Regions from separate parts of the Capsicum annuum genome. Here region 2 is linked to region 1. The links are chromatin contacts, called in public Hi-C maps. All regions are on one chromosome and are shown on one strand. The core of a region is the stretch at or near the end of the contact, and the rest is flanking DNA. Distances in the headings are between cores, read along the strand shown.

What was found. Hi-C and Micro-C count contacts between places; a contact is called where the count stands out from the background.
Region 2: a Hi-C map of placenta shows a contact between it and region 1, with 4 times the contacts expected there. The contact joins the enhancer-like site here to the promoter of LOC107852784 in region 1. A contact is called at or near these places in 2 of 5 Hi-C or Micro-C datasets (leaf and placenta).

What each region holds. Positions count from the first base shown.
Region 1 is chr6:71,999,401-72,003,269 of UCD10Xv1.1, reverse strand. LOC107852784 reads left to right here and starts at 1,874. Exons shown (of 4, transcript XM_047414770.1): 1 at 1,874-2,336; 2 at 3,221-3,290; 3 at 3,365-3,457. The coding sequence starts at 1,941. The coding sequence ends at 3,423.
Region 2 is chr6:72,676,340-72,679,977 of UCD10Xv1.1, reverse strand. It overlaps the pseudogene LOC107852782. Among protein-coding and RNA genes, the nearest start is that of LOC124899889, 51 kb to the left of the region's middle. Within about 2 kb of position 2,232, at least 5 of the 5 cell types and tissues checked have an H3K27ac peak or open chromatin away from gene starts, as enhancers often do. A contact at or near this core is called in leaf, where this site is marked.

The DNA of each region.
Region 1 (3,869 bases), core at 625-3,124:
GATATGTTTGTTTTTAAAAATTGAGGTGAACTTTTGAAACAAAACAAGTGCTTTTAGAAAGTTCATCCCGATTAGTCTTCTGTTCCAATATTTATCTAATTATGATAATTAATAAGTATTAGATATTCCATAACTTATACATGCCACGTGTTTTTGTCATTCAATCAACAATACACATATATACCAAATATTAAACTCTTAATAAAGAAGTAAATTGACATAATATTAACAAAGCATTCAGATTACTCCACTCTTACACAACTTTAGAAAGCAAAATTGTACTTCATTTCACAAAACACATAGAAAATGTCTCATGTCACTAAAATAATAAAATACTCAAAAAAAAAAAAAAGAAAATCATATCCTTATAAATAATTTAAACATAATATTCTTACCGAACCACTAAAATAAGGTCTTCGTTCATGTTTTGCTCAATCAAAATTAGAATAATTACACAGTTTCAGCATATAATCATATTATTTCATTATTGGCCTAATATTAGATTATTTAAAAACAACATTTAAAGCAAAAAAAGGGGCTAAAAAAGGGGCTCAAATTTGATCTATTGAATATAAAATATACCGTCTTTTATTCCCCACTTAGAGACATATCAATTATAATTACTCGCGTAACAGTTATCAAATCATCTTTGTTTATATAATAAAGATGAATATAATAATTAAATTCAATATCTTTTGGAGAATTTATTTAATTAAACCTAACATTTATCAAAATAAATTCTCAAAGCCGATCGACATTCATCTACCACTTGTAAACTGCAACAAAACAATACAATGATAGATCAAAATAATTTAATTAAATCTAATCTTTACACAAAAACTTCCGTAAAGTCAGAAGAAGTTGAGAGTCAGAAAATTAAGCATCTACCAATCTAGTAATAAAAAAGAAGTTGAGGATTAGAAAATTAAGCATCCACCAATCTAGACATAAATAAAAAGTTGAGGGTTAGAAAGACATAAAGAAGAAGTTAAGGGTTAGAACATTAAACATCCACTAATCTAGACATGCAACCGAATCAAGTTAGATGAACATCAATAATATTTTTCCACTAAGCAAATCAGTTTCTTCTCTAGTTTAATACTATTGACGATCATCATACAATAAAGAGCGATCCTAATAATGGCCAAAGAATTAATAAGAATTCAGTACCTACCAAACAACATTGTACCTATAATACATAGTAAAAATTAACCAATAAGAAAAAAAACATAAAATGTCAATATTAATATAAAGGAACTGTAAAGATTAACATCTCATATTGGCACCTATATATTAAACGAAAAATTTCTAAAAATGGCACAAATTAAATTTACCCTCTCATAATATAACAAATGTAGAAAGAATATGTGGTAATTACAATCTAAAGATCTGCAAGAAGAAGGAAATTGAAAAGAAAATTGATTTGACCTCTTGATATGTGAATACTGATGCAATCTTTTTATTCTTCGAGAATAACATAATTCTTAGACTTTAAATAAAGGTTGAATACAATATGAAAGAGTATCCTAAACAAACAAAAACTCAAATAACCCTAAACCTAATTAAATATATATACACGTCAGTTTTTAGTTTCTCAATAAAAAATAATTATAGTAATTATAATTGTATTAGAAAATAGGATACGATTGAAAGAGTAACCTAAACAAACAAAAACTCAAATAACCCTAAACCTAATTAAATATATACACATGGCAGTTTTTAGTTTCTCCACAAAAAATAATTATAGTAATTATAATCTCTATAATTGCTGATTATTTTATTAAATAATCTGGAAAAGGTAAAAAGATAAATTTGAGGAGATTTTTAATAAAGAGTTAAAACGTAATTTAACACATTTTAATATAATAGAGATTAGGCGCACTACCATTGCTGAAAATTCAAAAAGTGCTGGGCTAGTGGGTTTTTTTCTGGGACGTTTTATGGGGAAATCGCTTCCTTCCCCACATAGAATTCAAGATTTTGCGAGAATAATTAGCTCAAACAGAATCCAGGGCCCGACTCAAGTCAAACCCGCATCCAGAATTAGGTCAGTTCCATCTCCCGTGACCGCAAAGTTTAGGGCGGTTGTCGACGGCCAATCATCAGAGCGGCGGCTGAAGCTGAAGCAGAACATGGAAGAAGCAAGCTCTAACTCCAATTCCAATACTTCCTCGTCGAACCAGCGGCGGCTACCCCTTGCCGATGTGGTGGCTGACTGTGTCAAGCGGTGGTTCCAAGATACTCTCAAGGAGGCTAAAGCTGGTGATTCCAGCATGCAGGTCCTTGTTGGTCAGATGTATTTTAGTGGCTATGGTATATCCAGAGATGCACAGAAGGTCCTTATTTTTTTTTTTCTCTTGTTTCATTTATTCCTTGAGTTAATTTACTTAAAGTTGCTCATAGAAATTCTTGTTTTCCATCGACAAGATATGATCAAAGAAAACCCTCATAAACCGTATTGTTGAAAGAGTTTAGAGTCTCAACTTTGAGCTGTTCTTACACTTGTACTTTCGACACACTTTTGCGCTTATACAGTGTAAAGTTGAACTTTTACCCCTTTTATCTAATGCTGAATCGAGGACCTATTCTAAGTAAGAAACAACTTTGCTGACAATTACATATTTTTTATTTTGTCAGAAGAATCCTCTGAATATTTTGGTCTTACATTAGTTTTGATAACAAGGATCAAAATGGGATCAACGGCCCACAACTAATGTTTATCCCCAAAAAAAAAACTAACCTTTATCTTTGTCATGCACATGAAAGATATTCAAATTTGAGATTCAAACTCGTGTGCCCCTTATAATATACTATTAGAAGGAAGCCCATAATTAAGAGAATGTGTCCATCGTGTGAAGATAGCAATCCAATTAAACCTGAAGTCCTTAATAATTGAATACAAGGAGAAGAAAAATCAGGGTGTGCCTGCATAATTTAAGTGCTTGGTTTATTTTTAATCAAGATACATACAATTAAGAGGATGTACCATCATGTACATGCTTACTTTTCTTCTCTGTAATCCAAGAAGTGAATAGCCACAGTGTGCCTGCTCAATTTTTTTTTTTATATATATATATATATATATCTCCACTCCTTCCTCTGCCCAGAAGTAGATTTTTAGGTTTGTCTGGAAATCGACAGTTTCTCGGTTTTCTGTCTCAATTTGCTTGTGTCTGAGGATGTGGGAAATGCTTCTACTGATTGATCATTTTGGGTACAGGGAAGAGCTTGGATTAGCCGAGCTTCAAAGAGTCGGTCATCGGCATGGAAAATGAGTGATAAACGCCCAGGTATGTAAACTTTTTGTTTACTGATTATATTCTTCGCTGTTATTGTGCGGTGTTCATCTTTTCTTCCTTTTTAGGCTATAATGCCAGTGATTCTGATTCTGATGATACTGTGGGGGAGACAAAGCAAAATTGAAGCTCTTTTCATGGGTAAAACAAGCTATGGCATCGTAAGTTCCAGTGCATTCATCTAAACAGTAATAAGAGGGTCAATTGGATACTTTTCTTTCACTTTTGTTGTGCAATGTCGTGTTCTATTTCTGCTCTAATTTGTTTGAAATTTTTGCACTGTCTAGGATATGAACTCTGCATGTAGTAGTGTATGACAATGCCACTCTATCTAGTTTCTTTGATATCTTCTTTAGCAGCAAGTGTAATCCCACAAGGGAGTCTGGGAAGTGGGAAGGGTGGAGTGTACGTAGGCCTTACCCCTACTTCGTGGAGGCCTTATCTACGTTTCTGCACCTTCAAAATTCCTCCATTTCTTATTTCTTGTGGAATCAACGGAAAAATGCAAGATGGAGCTACATTCCACGTTTCTGGGATTCAACTTTCTTGTCCAACTTGTGAGAGCTTCACCAT
Region 2 (3,638 bases), core at 983-3,482, 680 kb before region 1:
CCTTGGCTCCCTTTCTTTAAATTTCACATTGAATTCTAGGTTTCTAACCTCTTTTGAAACTGTTCTCTTGGCACAATTTCAAATAGCTTTCAAATATGTTTCGACTACAAACTTCAAATATTGCACTTTGAGCAAAAACTGTAAGCTATGTCGCTAGTCAGTTCAAGATAAACCAATGTGCAGATCCTTTAAAGTTGTATAATGTTTCAGTTATTTCAAGACTAGAAAAATCCTATTTAACAAAAAAAACACTAAGGGATTTCTTCTCATCTACCCTAGCCTTGGTTGATACGAGTCAAAGGGGCATCCTAGCTTTCGAGGACATGATTGGAGACCAATACGTAAAGACTCGAGCTTGGGGGCTGCCCAACCAAGAGAACAAGTTTTGAAGTGTCAAGAAGGCTTTCAAAACACTCCAAAGCCACCCAAGTCTACTCTCCAAGGCCGCCCCTCTTGTGGCTTTCATTAAGGGCCTTTTGGTCTTTACTATGTAATAAGTTTAGGACTATAAATAGATGCTATTAGGTCATTTGTCCATAACTTTGATATTTTGAAAGACCTCTTTGAGAGTGTAATACAAATGTGGAATCACTTGTGCAAGTGTGGATTCACTTGTGGCAACGTGGAATCGTTGTGTTGGTTACCCGTTTAGAAACGAGGGTTGCTTGGGGATTCCGGTTCCCTTGAGGTCTTCGTAAGAGTGTGGTGTTGTTATTGTGGGTCTTAGGGGTTCTGGTGTTTGATACACACTTTAGTTCCTAAAGCTTGTAATAGCTTATGTCTCACTATCTATCTTTTTCTTTATTGCAAATCGTTGGTGTTGTTCTTGCTGTCTTGTAATCGGCTTGTGTTTGCTTCCTTTGTGTTGTTGTTTTTATCTTGTTTCTTGTGTTTGTTGGCTGGTTTGTATCATTGATGGACAGGGTCTGCTACCTGTTGTTGGTGGGAGATAGCACGTATCTTGTAGAATTAGTCGAGGTGCTTGAAAGCTAGCCCAGACACCACAGTCATCAAGAAAAATGTTATTTAAGAAATACAGTTGCCTCATCATAGCACTAGGAAAAGGAACAACAATCAAATACAGGGTTGATTAGGATACTAAAATCTAAGGTACTAGAGTAGTTTCATCTTATATTGGGACAATGAAATGAATTTACTTCTTTTGTACAAGTAATTAGTAGAGAGTTCCATTAGCTTTACATTTCAAAAGAAGGTTATCCAGTAAATAAATCACGAAGAATGGGGAGCACATCCAGATGCACGAGACTCGGCTAGACAAAATTGTGCAGCTCGTAGATTATTAATACAAAAGAGGATGCAGAGGAGGTTAACGATATCAGTTAGATTTAAAATGAGCTTCTAATAACACAAAAGGATGATCAACCTAGGTTCACTGACATCATAAGTCACAGAATTATTATTTTGCCTTTCAGATACCAACTACATGTTTTCTTTGCTCCTATATCTCTTCATCAGCCTTAAAACTGAAAAGTAAATAAGTAATAGCTCCTTACTGCTCTTAAATCAAAGACATATCTGGACCCGTTACTAATAATATCACATTCCTGATATTGTGCACCAAATTGCCAACATATAATTGAACCCAATAAATAATTGTGTATACATAACTTGTCAATTTCCAAGTAGTGTGAACCAAACTTACCATCTATAGCAAAACGAGCTAATCTGGAAGCACCCATTCTTTTGAATAAGGGATCCTTGACTTGTAGAAGTGAGACAGACTGTTGCATCAGATTGTCTCCTATTCAAAACAGACATTAATATGCCAAAGACAAATCAGGAGGAAATCGATTCACGTAACCATAGAAATGAGATCTTACTTACCCATGTATGAGAAAATTTGATACCCAATAACGGTAGCAGTCCCAGCAAAAATTAATTTTAAGAGCTACCTCACTTTTCTTTGAGCTTCTTGTTCTATTGACTGTTCATCTACAAAATAAATCTCAAAGTATGAACCCAACAGACTATTGTACAAAATTGAAACCAAAAAAGAAGAAAAAAATATCTAATAAAATAATAACAAGATTTCCAATTTCAAGAATAACACTTTTGCCTACTTAACTGCACAGCTCATTTCTGTAACTGTGGAATAGCCCATCTCTATTTGTTACCTCTGGAAAAGCTGGACGTAGAAAAACGTCGGGGCTGTAAATTTATAGGCGTTCTCCTCCTCCATAGATACTGCATTTAACATCATTACACGCAGAGACCGACATAGGATTTTCATTGAGGGGTAGTATGTATATGGACTATTCGAAGGGTTCAACTCCAACCACATATATAGATAAAAAAAAGAAAAAAATTTATCATATAAAAATAATAATGTATAGCTATTTAATTGGGCATAAATTTAAAAATAAGAAAAGATTTGATAAAATTTATTAAATTATTCTTTGTTAAAAAATATATCAATATTTTTTTTAATTAAATGGAATCAATAAATATAAAAAGGATAATTGTACCTTTAAAATGTTTAAAGTTGTCAAATAAAAAAAAGGAATACTTATTTTAGAATGAATTAAAAAAATAATAATACATAATTTGAGACGAAAGAAGTATAATTTTCTGAGGAAGAATTCGGATGAACCCGATCCTACATATATATGCCACTGATTACACAAATCAGTCTATCAATTAGCTATCCGCCACTGATTACACAAGTTAATCTATCAATAAGCTATCCGCCACTAATTACACAAGTCAGTCTATCAACAAGCTAGATGATACACGCAAATTGACGAGTGATAATCATAATAATAATGAAAAGCGACTTTAGAGGAACGTACAGGGCTGAATCGCGCTATCATTGTACGCATTCTGCAACCCCAAAAAGTAGTGAACCTTCTCGAGTCTTCCCATAAAATTCTTAGTGCTGGTGGCTTCTAATATTTTCTTTTCTACTTACTTTTAAATTTTTTATATTATATATATTATAAGTATATATTTATATTTATTATTATTACTTTACTTTTTTACTCTTTCTTCTTTCTTTTTCTATATTATTTTATATTATAAGTATATATTTATATTTATTATTATTACTTTACTTTTTTACTCTTACTTCTTTCCTTTTCTATATTATTATTATTTTACTTTTTATTACTTTACTAGTCGGCTTACGTCATGATACGCACGGCTCAATGTTGATCCTTAAAAATTTTACGTTATGTATAATTCTATCATTTAATTACAAGTTTTATTTGTTTGGTCGATAAATTCTAAGTTAGATATATAATATAATATTTAGATTGATGAACTTTGCATAACGATATTTTAAGTTGTTCAAACTTTTGTGATATTGATAGTCAATTATATTTTTTAAATAATTTAAGTTCTTAATTATTGTGATTTATAATATTTTTTTCTATTCTACTAATTAGAAGTAACATAGTAAAATTATTATAAAATATACTTGTAAAGTTTTTTTAATGGCTTCATATTCATCATGTTAATTTAAAATATCAAAAATAATTTATCATTTTACGTCTATTTTACTTTTTTTTATTAAATATTATTAATTTTTTAATACTTAAATGACTTATAATAATTAAATATGGGTAATTTAGTAAAATTACGATTAAAGTAGTTGAAACAGTGATGGCAAAAATATCTAT